2 separate regions of the Mus musculus genome follow, and region 1 is linked to region 2. The links are chromatin contacts, called in public HiChIP or PLAC-seq maps. All regions are on one chromosome and are shown on one strand. The core of a region is the stretch at or near the end of the contact, and the rest is flanking DNA. Distances in the headings are between cores, read along the strand shown. Region 1 overlaps Slc26a8 (solute carrier family 26, member 8). Region 2 holds the start of Lhfpl5 (lipoma HMGIC fusion partner-like 5).

Region 1 (5,143 bases), core at 135-2,634, 69 kb before region 2:
GACTGTGAAGCACCTGAGATGGATGCTAGGAACTAAACTCCAATCCTCTGCAAGAGTAGCAGGTGCTCGTAACTACTGAGCTGTCTCTCCAGCCCAACTTGAAGTTATTAATAGGAATAGTAATGTACCATAGAGTATGAGTAGCACCATCTTCTGATTATACTCAGAAGAATATGTCTGGCTTCTAACAGCACATAAAACTTTGGATCGAGAGAGTGGCATGAACTTAGAAAGCCAGAGGCACCACATGGTGAATGGCTACATGCTGCTGAAGTCCACAGAAGGAGGCTCAACTACCTATAACTACAATTCAAAGTGATCTGTCATCCTTTTTTGGCCTCCTATATACATGTGATGTATTTGGCCTGATTGTATATACTGTATAATGCATATAGGCACATACATACATACATACATACATACATACATGTAAAAAGAAGAGAGAAAGCACTTTACAGGAAGTAGTAATAAATACTAGAGACTCATTGGGACCCAGGAGTAATGGATGTGAATAGAGTGAAGGTGATTTCAAGTCTGGCTCACAGACTAATGTGACACACAGTTGGTAGGAAGGTACCAGGGAGTAGGGAAGATGAGAAACTCCAATCTCTGTTGCTTCAAGTGCTAGTGGGACAGCCAAGCGCATAAGGAACGATGAGGTAGAGCTTCAGAGGGAACACAGCAGGCTAGGAGGACAGGGACTACAGCCCTGCCTGAGCTTCATCAAGGTCCCACTCTCCTCTGATGTCCCAGGTTGTCTACACAGAGCGATATGAAAACAGACAGGAGCAGGACTCATCCATCAACCTGATCCGCTGCTCCTACCTGGGCAGCGGGGACAGCAGCCAAGTCACTTCTGAGGAACAGATTCCCTACACAGTGTCTTCCACATCACAGAGAAATATAGTGCAGAGCTACGAGGACACAGAGAAAGCCTGGCTACCCAACAGCCCCCCAAGAAACAGTCCACTGCCACCGCCCGAGGCCTCAGAAAGCTTAGCACAGAGCCGATCCAGATCCATTATCATGCCTTACTCGGATACGAGTGTGCAGAACAACACCCATACCATCATTCTGGACTTTTCCATGGTGCACTATGTGGATAATCGGGCTTTGGTTATACTAAGGCAGGTAAGTACCAAGGAGGCCTGGCTCTAGGCTCTGACTCCTCCTACAACTTACACTAACCCCCCCCCCCCCACACACACACACCAGTGTGGTTCTTTGCATCGTGGGATTGCTCAGTCTCTAGAGATGGGGACACTGAAGGTAGTTTAAAATCAATCAGAATGAGAAGGAAATAAGCCAGCTCTGATTTGTTGAACCAGAGCAGTTAGTTCCCTAGTCCTGAGTCATTCATCATTTCTCAAGAAACTGGGGACAGAGGAGGTGCTTCTTAACATCGCAGAGGCAGTGGCTATGTCCCGCCCACTGTGGAACTCCCAGGACAGCTACAGACCTTTGCAGTGACAAAGCTCTACAGAAAACGAAATGGTCACCAAGATTTCTTCCACTAGTCAGCTGCTCTGCTTCAGGCAGTGCTCAGCCTGGAAGTTAGAAGAAATGACACTTCAAATCTGACCCTGTAGATCTGTCAGGCACCAGCAGGGTCTCCCCTCCTCCCGGTCTCTTCTTTGTTGCTGTGACTCTGGCGGTTCCCTCAGAAGTCTCTGCTTCTGCTACAGAGTAGAAGCAGAGCCGCATGGTTACTGAGCTGGCTTTGCTGTTTAATGCCTTCTTCTGTCAGACACACCTTGGTTCCACCCCTGTTCATGATGGCCCAGTTTAAACATGTGGGACACTCCCTCCCAGCTCTCAGGGACCTGCCCTGCTCCTTTGATGGTCATGTCCTCTTCTGACTTGAAGCCTTCACACTCCTGAAGAAGTAGGCTTTTCTTAAGGGCATCTGGCTCCTCTTTTTTTCTGGTCTGGAACTTACTATGTAGACATAGCAGCTGGCTTGGAACTCACACAGAGATCTACCTGCCTCAGTCTTCCAAGTGCTGGGATCTATGTGTGCCCCACACTGCCTGGCTCACACCCACAGTTTAAATTCAGACGTATTTGATGCTGTTTCCTTCTGGGAACTTTTCACCCAGGCCATTCAGCTGGGCTGCATTGCCGCCTTCTAGTCTTGTACTATAGTAACTTTAGAGTTGCTTAACCCACATTCTCAAACGCTCCCTGCAGGACCATGCTGAGCACACACACCTTTGCCTTCAGTTCTCCCAGCAGCCCCAAGAACAGCCCCTGTGTTGAAGACTTGGTGCTTCAGAACATCTGGCATCTGGCTTTTCCTGGCTCTCACCTGCTCTGTAGAACAGTGCCCAGCACCCGTCTCTTGCCTCCCATTCTTACAGAGGAACCTTGAATTCTGGCACCTACACTTGGCCTGTACAGATGGCTTTCTGATGGAGGCAAACCAGGATCCTTTGTCTTACAGCTATGAGACTCATGGTCTGCATCTATGTCCTAAAGGTCCAGGCTTCCTCATTCTTCTGTAATGGTTCTGTATACTCCTGTTGGAGGAAATTATTATATTCCACTTACCCTAAAATAATAAACATGGACTGGAGAGATGGCTCAGCAGTTTTCAGCACTGGTGGCTTCTCTTACAGAGGATCTGGCTCACACCTGTCTGCAACTCCAGGGGATTTAATACCCTCTCTAGCCTTTATGGGTACCAGGCACACATTGCAGACACACAGACTCTCACACATGTACATGAGTAAATATACAACTTTTTAGGGAGGATAGCTCTTTGTATCCACTCTCTAGACTGTTCCCAAGAGTATCATTGCCCATCTACCCAGAGGCTTCCTCATGCAGACACTCTCATCATGGAAAAAGTCTCCCCGGCTTGGAATTGTGAGCAGCCTTCCCCGTCACTTCCCACTCACTGTGAGATGCCCTGCTCGGTTTCTGTGTCCCCAGCCGTAGTACTCAGAAGCAGGAAGAAATACAACACCTCCCCCCCCAGCAGTGAACACCTGATGAGGAGTCAGACACCACCACCACCACCCCTCACCCCCACCCCTGCTGCTAGTTGGTGGCTGTTTCTGGCATGCATGTAGCTCTCTGACTCCACCCTCTCTCGCTCTCCCTGCAGATGTGCAATGCTTTCTACAATGCCAACATTTTGGTCCTCATTTCAGGGTGTCACAGTGAGTTGCCCTTTACCCTGGAAGTGAGTGTGTGTCTTGTGTCCCAGGGGCTCTCCTCTCAGGCGCTGACACCTGTGTGTTTGGGCTTGGTCTGTAGCCTCTGTGGTCAAGTCGTTTGAGAAGAATGATTTCTTTGATGAAGGCATCACGAAGGCCCAGCTCTTCCTCAGCCTCCATGACGCCGTGCTGTTTGCCTTGTCCAGGAAGTTCTCTGAGCCTTCAGACTTAAGTATGGATGAGACCGAGACAGTGATACAGGAAACCTACTCAGAGTCAGACAAGGTTGGATAATGTGGACTGTCAGGGCTTGGGGAGAAGTAGGGAGAGGGGAGTGTCTGATGTGCAGATGAAGGATGTCCAAGAAAGGCTGGGCTGCACCTGTGCCTGAATCTGTAAGCTTGTCCTGGGATCAGCTGCTAAACAGCAGAGACCTGAGCGTTCAAGGGCCCCCCTATGCTACAGTGTCTGGGTGTCCCATCCAGGACCCATCCCCAGCCAGCAGATGCCTCAGGCACCTCGTCCTATGGTTAGTGTCACACCAGTTACTAGGCATATGAAATTCTCCGCTAGACAGACTTTAGAGCATCCCCAACCAGCACCTCTGGATTGAGTCCTAAGTCTGATGAGTCTTCTAAGACACATCTGCTCTCCCAGGCCTTTGGCTATTATTTACACTGTAAAGAAGGACTCACTTGCCCTGGCAGTGGTGGCGCACGCCTTTAATTCCAGCACTCAGGAGGCAGAGGCAGGCAGATTTCTGAGTTCGAGGCCAGCCTGGCCTACAGAGTGAGTTCCAGGACAGCCAGGGGGCTACACAGAGAAACCCTGTCTCAAAAAAAAAAAAGACTCACTTATGATCATGCTAAAGAGGGAGACACACACATCAGCAGTTTGAACCATTCCTTACCCTGAGTAAAGACTTGATGGGCTCTGGGCTTCCCAGATGAGAGTCTACAAGAAAGTGAAACACAGAAAGGCACCCAGTGGTACCCAACAGTCAGAAATCGCTTCTCAGTCAACTCTTTTGTTTTTGACCTACTAGATTTTAATACTGTTTGCATTTTTACAACAAGAAAAGTGCTACCAAGCCGGGCGTAGTGGCGCACTCCTTTAATCCCAGCACTCGGGCAGAGGCAGGCAGATTTCTGAGTTCGAGGCCAGCCTGGTCTACAGAGTGAGTTCCAGGACAGCCAGGGCTATGCAGAGAAACCATGTCTCAGAAAAAGAAGAAGAAGGAGGAGGAGGAGGAGAAGGAAGAGGAAGAAGAAAAGTGCTACCATAATATGTGTTTTTAAACTACTCAGAGTAGTGAACAATACAGACTTACAGAACACAGCTCTTCTTCATGATCTCCTTCCCTGGCTTTGATGAGATGTGTTACAGGTTATGCGCCTTTGTTCTCCTAGAACAGTTTTCTCCCTTTCAATAAGAATTGAACATGGTGCTTCTGGTCTGCTCTATAATCTACTCTTGTTTATAAACCTCAGGGCTGTTCAGCCTCACCCCCACCTGAAAGCAAGAATTCTCCTGAGGTCAGGCAAGATGCCTCAGTGGATACAGGCACTGTTGTGATGCTTGACTCCCCAGGGAAAGACTTAGACATGATTCAAATTCAGGTTAAATGAATTGATGCCCACTGCTAGCATAAGGGAGCGAGCCTTAGAGCCTAACGCCATGGCATGCCTAAGGGGGCTAAAGGAAAGGGTGTAAAGAAGGTGGACGTCCTTTTCCTCTTCCTTTTCTTTTTCTCTCCCTTTTTCTTTTTCCTTTTCTTTTTCTCTTTCTTTCTTTCTTTCTTTCTTTCTTTCTTTCTTTCTTTCTTTCTTTCTTTCTTTCTTTCTTTCTTTCTTTCTTTCTTTTTTGGTTTTTCAAGACAGGGTTTCTCTGTATAGCCCTGGCTGTCCTGGAACTCACTTTGTAGACCAGGCTGGCCTCGAACTCAGAAATCCACCTGCCTCTGCCTCCCAAGTGCTGGGATT
Region 2 (5,169 bases), core at 293-2,792:
GCAGGCAGGAGATGCCTTGCCTTGGGACCCCATAAGCAGCTGCCTACCTGATACAGTGTAACAGCAGCACCCCCAAACCCCGGACTCTTCCACGAGAGCAGTTGGAACTGAGGAAGAGGCAGGGAGTGAGGCCAGAGATCTGGGAACAGTCATCACCATAGCCCTGGGGTTGGATCCTAGGCCATGTGGCAATAGCCTTCCTCTTCCCTCTGAGTGTGCAAGCCTGTGGTGCGGTGTTCTGGTTGTTGGTACACCTGGCTGCATCCACCCAGAGCTATGTGCCCCCTCCAAGTCACTTCTCTCTGGCTCATGGGCTCTACAGCGAGGACCCCAACAGTCTGCATCCATTCTGCCTATGAATACCCCCTTTTCTTTTACTTTTAGTTGTGTGTGTACATGAGTGTGTGACGTGACGTATGAGCTCATGGGCACATGCCGCATGGAGATCAGATAAACAACTGGACAGACTCTGTTCTTTATGGAATGTGGGTCCTGGATGCTGAACTCAAGCTATCAGACTTGGTGGCAAGCACCTTTACCAGCTGAGCTATCTCCTAGTCCCTGACTCATTCTTTCTTAGAATCTCAGATTCTCCTCAAGACAGGGTCTCACAATATAGCCCAGGCTGGCCTGGAACTCACAGCCCTCCTCTTGTCTCATGGCTCCCACCTATAATTTGGTCTGCTATAGCCTTGGCCTCTACTCTGAGTATAGTGTGAGCCCCTATTCCGAATCTTTTGTGGAACACTGAGTAAGAGAAGGCTCAGAGCTTTCCCTTCATGGGAAAGCCATGGCTGTACCCTGAGTATCCCCCCTCACACACACCACACCCCAGCAACCCTGCTCACCAGCAGCCAGCTGCATCCAGGCGCAAATCTTGTAGACCGTGGCTGTATTACAGACGAAGAACAGGCTGAAGCAGATGATGGAGCCGATGATAAGGAACATGGCCAAGGCCACAAAGAACATGGCAGTCTTGAAGGCTCTGGAGGGGATGGAGGAGAAGTCCAGAGGGCCCCCCTTGCAGATGAGTTCCGACGACAGCACGTTGCCCACGCAGTAGGAGAACAAGCCAAAGTAACCAGCCTGTGGTGTGCTAACACTGTCGCCTATCCAGTAGGGCTGGATAAAGAGGGCCATGACCAGCACCGAGAAACAGATAGTGAGCGTGCCCCACATCACTCCCACAGCGCGCGAGTTTCGCACATAGTTGGTGTGGTAGATCTTGGCGGCCTCCTGGGCTGGCAGCAACTTCACCATGGCGAAGGCCGCTGGACTAGGACGGGGACACTGGCTGGGTGCAGGTCTACAGCTCTAGGGAGCAGAAGTCGTGGGTCAGTCCTCAGCCTGGTGTGAGGAGCAGCCTGAGGTCAGGGAGCCATGCAAACATTCCCCCCAGTAGGTTGGGAGTGCAGCAGGCCAAGGTCAACCTTGTCTTCGCAAGAGATGCTTCCCAGATGAATGTGCCCGTTCTGACCAGGATGGGCTCGAGTCTGCCGCCTCCTCTAGGTCGGCCAGGGTCTGGGCCTGCGCCTCCGCTTTGCCCGCCCCTCCTGCTTGCCCTCACAGGCCACGCCCGGCCCGCTCTGCGAAACGCGTTTCAGCACCGCGGCCAGCGCCAGAGTTCGGGGGCGTGGCCTGGTAGGGGCGTGGCCGGCGGCCGCGCAGAGCCTGGAGGGGCGACTTGGAGGGGAAGGGAGCTGGGACCCCGGTCCTCTCTTCCTCCCAGAGGGTGGGGCCGACCGTGTGTCACGTTCCTTCCGCTGATTCCAGCTGCAAAACCGCTTCCTGTCCTCTACACCCCTAGTCACCCTTCGGGGACCTCCACCTCCCACCAGCCGTAGCAGCACCACCGCTCCATCCCGAGGGCCGCAAGTTTTGACTGGGTCTTGGCTTGGTCTTCCAGTCAATGACCGCCGAGACCAGAGTGGAGGCTAGAGAAATATCCTGTCAGCAAGGACCTGAGCTAGTGCAATAACACTCGCAGTAATAAAGAATACCAAAGTTCATTCTCCAGAGCCTTTCCCAAACCACAACGGAGCAGTCAGTGTATCCAACACACGGCCTTTCTCCTCTGGTTTCCATTTTTATTGCAGATTTCCTTTTTAAAAAATATTTCGTTTTTCCGCTGAATGTAGTGGCTCACACCTGTAATAATCCCAGCACTCAAAAATTGGAAGATGATCAGGATAAAGAGAGGCTACATAAGATTGTCTCAAAAGCCAAAGAAATAACCCATATATAAACCCAGATTTTTTTAGATAACTGCATGGCTAGTGTAAGTACTAAAAGGCAATCCAGTAAAGTATACATAAAAGAATAAACCCTCTATAACCCTGAAGTCTGGAGCTAAATAAGATATGACAAGGGCTTTAGCCTAGGAGATAGCTCAGCGAATAAACATTTGTCGTTCAAGTTTAAAGGTCTAAGTTCAAATCCCCAGGCCTCAGGTAAAACAACCTGGAAACTGGGCTTTAAAGGCATGGTGGTGCATGCAGCCTTTGATTTCAGCACTTGAGAGGAAGAGGCAGGCAGATCTCTATGAGTTCAAGCACAGCCTGATCTACAGATCAAGTCCTAGGATAGTCAGAGATAGTCTAGATAGTCCTAGATAGTCCCATATCCTGAGACACAGTCTCAAAAATTTCCAACGACCAACCAGCAACAACAACAAAGCAAAACAAACAAAAAACAGGAGAGGCCAGGCAGTGGTGGTACACGCCTTTAATCCCAGCACTCAGGAGACAGAGGCAGAAGGATTTCTGAGTTCAAGGCCAGCCTGGTCTACAGAGCGAGTTCCAGGACAGCCAGGGCTATACGGAGAAACCCTGTCTAAAAAAAACAACAACAACAACAACAACAACAAAAAACCAGCACAGGACAGGACATTGAGTGGGCGTGACTACTCACATCTGTCATTCCAACACTTGTGTAGCTAAAACAGGAGGCTTATTCCATGTTCAAGGCCAGCCTAGGTTACCATGAGACATTACTAAACTATGGAGTTTCAATTTAGACAACAGAGGTGAGAGCCAGCAGGTAATTAGTAGATAAACATCCTGGCATCTCTGTGGACCGGTGACTGGGTACCCCTCTTACTTTAGACAGTTGGCAACAAGAGCAAGTGTGTGAGGGGGGTACCATGGCCCTGTCGCACCCACCTCGTCTGGCAAGGAAAACGCAACACGGTCTGATTCTTCTCAACAGCTTTATTGCGGGAACGCCTTGATGCTACGGGAACCCCAGGCACCCAGGGAGGACTGCTTATATACACCCCAGCACTGGGGAGGGCTTATGTGTCCTCCTGGGATTGGTCAGTCTGCCGGCACCTTAATTTGCATGCACCTGCTCGGGAGGGGTTAGCACCAGATTCGGGCTAGCACCTGCTCAGTGGTATTGTTTACAGCAACGGTGTACTGGAGACGGGGCCATCTTTTAGGTGTCGGCTGCCTATGGCCCCACCTGGATGCCACTCAGGACTCCCCAAAAGTTAGGCATTATAAGGGGTGCGATTACACATGCTCTAACTACCCAGTAACCCAGAACCTGTGCATGGTGGCTCATGGCAGGGGTTGGGAGGTGGTCTTTACAGAAATATCTAATTAAGAAACATCTAGGGCTGGAGAGATAGCTCAGAGGTTGAGAGCACTGGCTGCTCTTACAACAGATTCTGAGTTCAATTCCCAGCAACCACATTGTGGTTCTACAGTGGGATCTGATGCCCCATCTTCTGGAGTGTCTGAAGACAGCTACAGTGTACTTACATATAATGAATAAATAAATCTTTTAAAAAAATATTTTCTTGGGGCTGGAGAAATGGCTCTATGGTTAAGAGCACTGACTGCTCTTCCGAAGGTCCTGAGTTCAAATCCCAGCAACCACATACATGGTGGCTCACAACCATCTATCATGAGATCTGATTCCCTCTTCTGGTGTGTCTGAAGACAGCAACAGTGTCTTCATAAATAAAGTAAAAAAAGAGTACTTTAAAAAAATATATATATATTCTTATTTTTGTTTAATGTGTGTGGGTGTTGCCTGCATGTAGATAGTTTGTGCACTCTAGAGCTGGAATTACAGACGGCTGTGAGCTACCACGTGGGTGCTGCGTATAGAACCTGAGTCCTCTGGAAGAAAGCCAGTGTGCTCATCCACTGAGCCGTCTCTCCAGCCCACTTACAATGTCTCTCTTTCGTGTTTTTAACCATATTTATTTCCACTTACCCCTAGACAGTTTGAATAGGAGATCCTACATCACTTGAGCGCACCCTGAGCCCAGTGGCACACATGGGGACACAAATGTCACTAAGAATGTGAGGGCTACCAAAGGGAGAGGCGGGATCTGGGGGCACGGCTCAGTGAGTGGGGGACAGCTAGACAGAGGTTGGCAGGCAGCTAAAGACCTGAGAATCAGGGCCCCACCAGAGAGGACGTGGATCCCAGTTCAGTGTGTTCCAGGGGCCCGATAGTGATGCTAGCTGGCCTTCTTCACCCTAGCTGACCTTCAACCCTGTGCTTACACAGACTCATGACAAGAAGCCACCAAGGCCGGATGCAGTCATTACTGGCTCTCAACCCAGCCAACCTTGTGCCCCTGCTGAGATCCAGAACTCAAAACCCAACAGGAAAACCAACAGACCAACGTGTGTGGTATGTGCCTGTGTCCAGCAGTGTGCATGCGTGTGTGGTCAGAAATCAACTTCGGGGATTCCTGGACCACTCACCACCTTTTTACTTTTTAAAGATTTATTTATTTATTTATTTATTTTGGGCTGGCGAGATGGTTCAGCGGGTAAGAGCACTGGCTGCTCTTCTGAAGGTCCTGAGTTCAAGTACCAGCAACCTACAAGGTGGCTCACAACCACCCATAATGAGATCTGATGCCCTCTTCTGGTGTGTCTGAAGACAGCTGCAATGTACTTATTTAATATAATAAATAAATCTTTGGGCCAAGGCGAACGGGGCTAACCTCTTAACCTCTGAGCCATCTCACCAGCCCTACTTTTTACTTTTGAGATAGGTCTCAGGGGATGCAGACTGAGCTCAAACTCTCCACCCAACTAAGGATTCTCCTGACCTCCCAGATGCTCCTGATTTCCCAGATGCTCCTGACCTCCAGATGCTCCAGTCTCTACCTCTTTTGCACTAGAACTGTAGTCACGTGCTACC

What was found. HiChIP or PLAC-seq counts read pairs in DNA pulled down with a chosen protein or histone mark.
Region 1: an H3K27ac HiChIP or PLAC-seq map of embryonic stem cells shows a contact between it and region 2, with 11 read pairs. The contact joins the enhancer-like site here to the promoter of Lhfpl5 in region 2. A contact is called at or near these places in 2 of 39 promoter capture datasets (the C10 cell line and embryonic stem cells), 1 of 15 datasets of contacts at CTCF or cohesin (the NIH/3T3 cell line), 23 of 484 Hi-C or Micro-C datasets (2-cell embryo, the AML12 cell line, B cells and 16 more), 4 of 115 datasets of contacts at active chromatin or transcription factors (effector CD8 T cells and embryonic stem cells) and 3 of 9 other capture datasets (adipose tissue, liver and pancreatic islet).

Annotation. Positions count from the first base shown.
Region 1 is chr17:28,640,537-28,645,679 of GRCm38.p6, reverse strand. It overlaps Slc26a8 (solute carrier family 26, member 8), which reads left to right. Exons shown (of 20, transcript NM_001290320.1): 17 at 754-1,131; 18 at 3,110-3,164; 19 at 3,262-3,446. Among named protein-coding and RNA genes, the nearest start is that of Srpk1, 21 kb to the right of the region's middle. Within about 2 kb of position 1,384, at least 12 of the 459 cell types and tissues checked have an H3K27ac peak or open chromatin away from gene starts, as enhancers often do. A contact at or near this core is called in Th2 cells, where this site is marked.
Region 2 is chr17:28,572,092-28,577,260 of GRCm38.p6, reverse strand. It overlaps Lhfpl5 (lipoma HMGIC fusion partner-like 5), which reads right to left and starts at 1,542. Exons shown (of 4, transcript NM_026571.2): 1 at 849-1,542. The coding sequence starts at 1,260.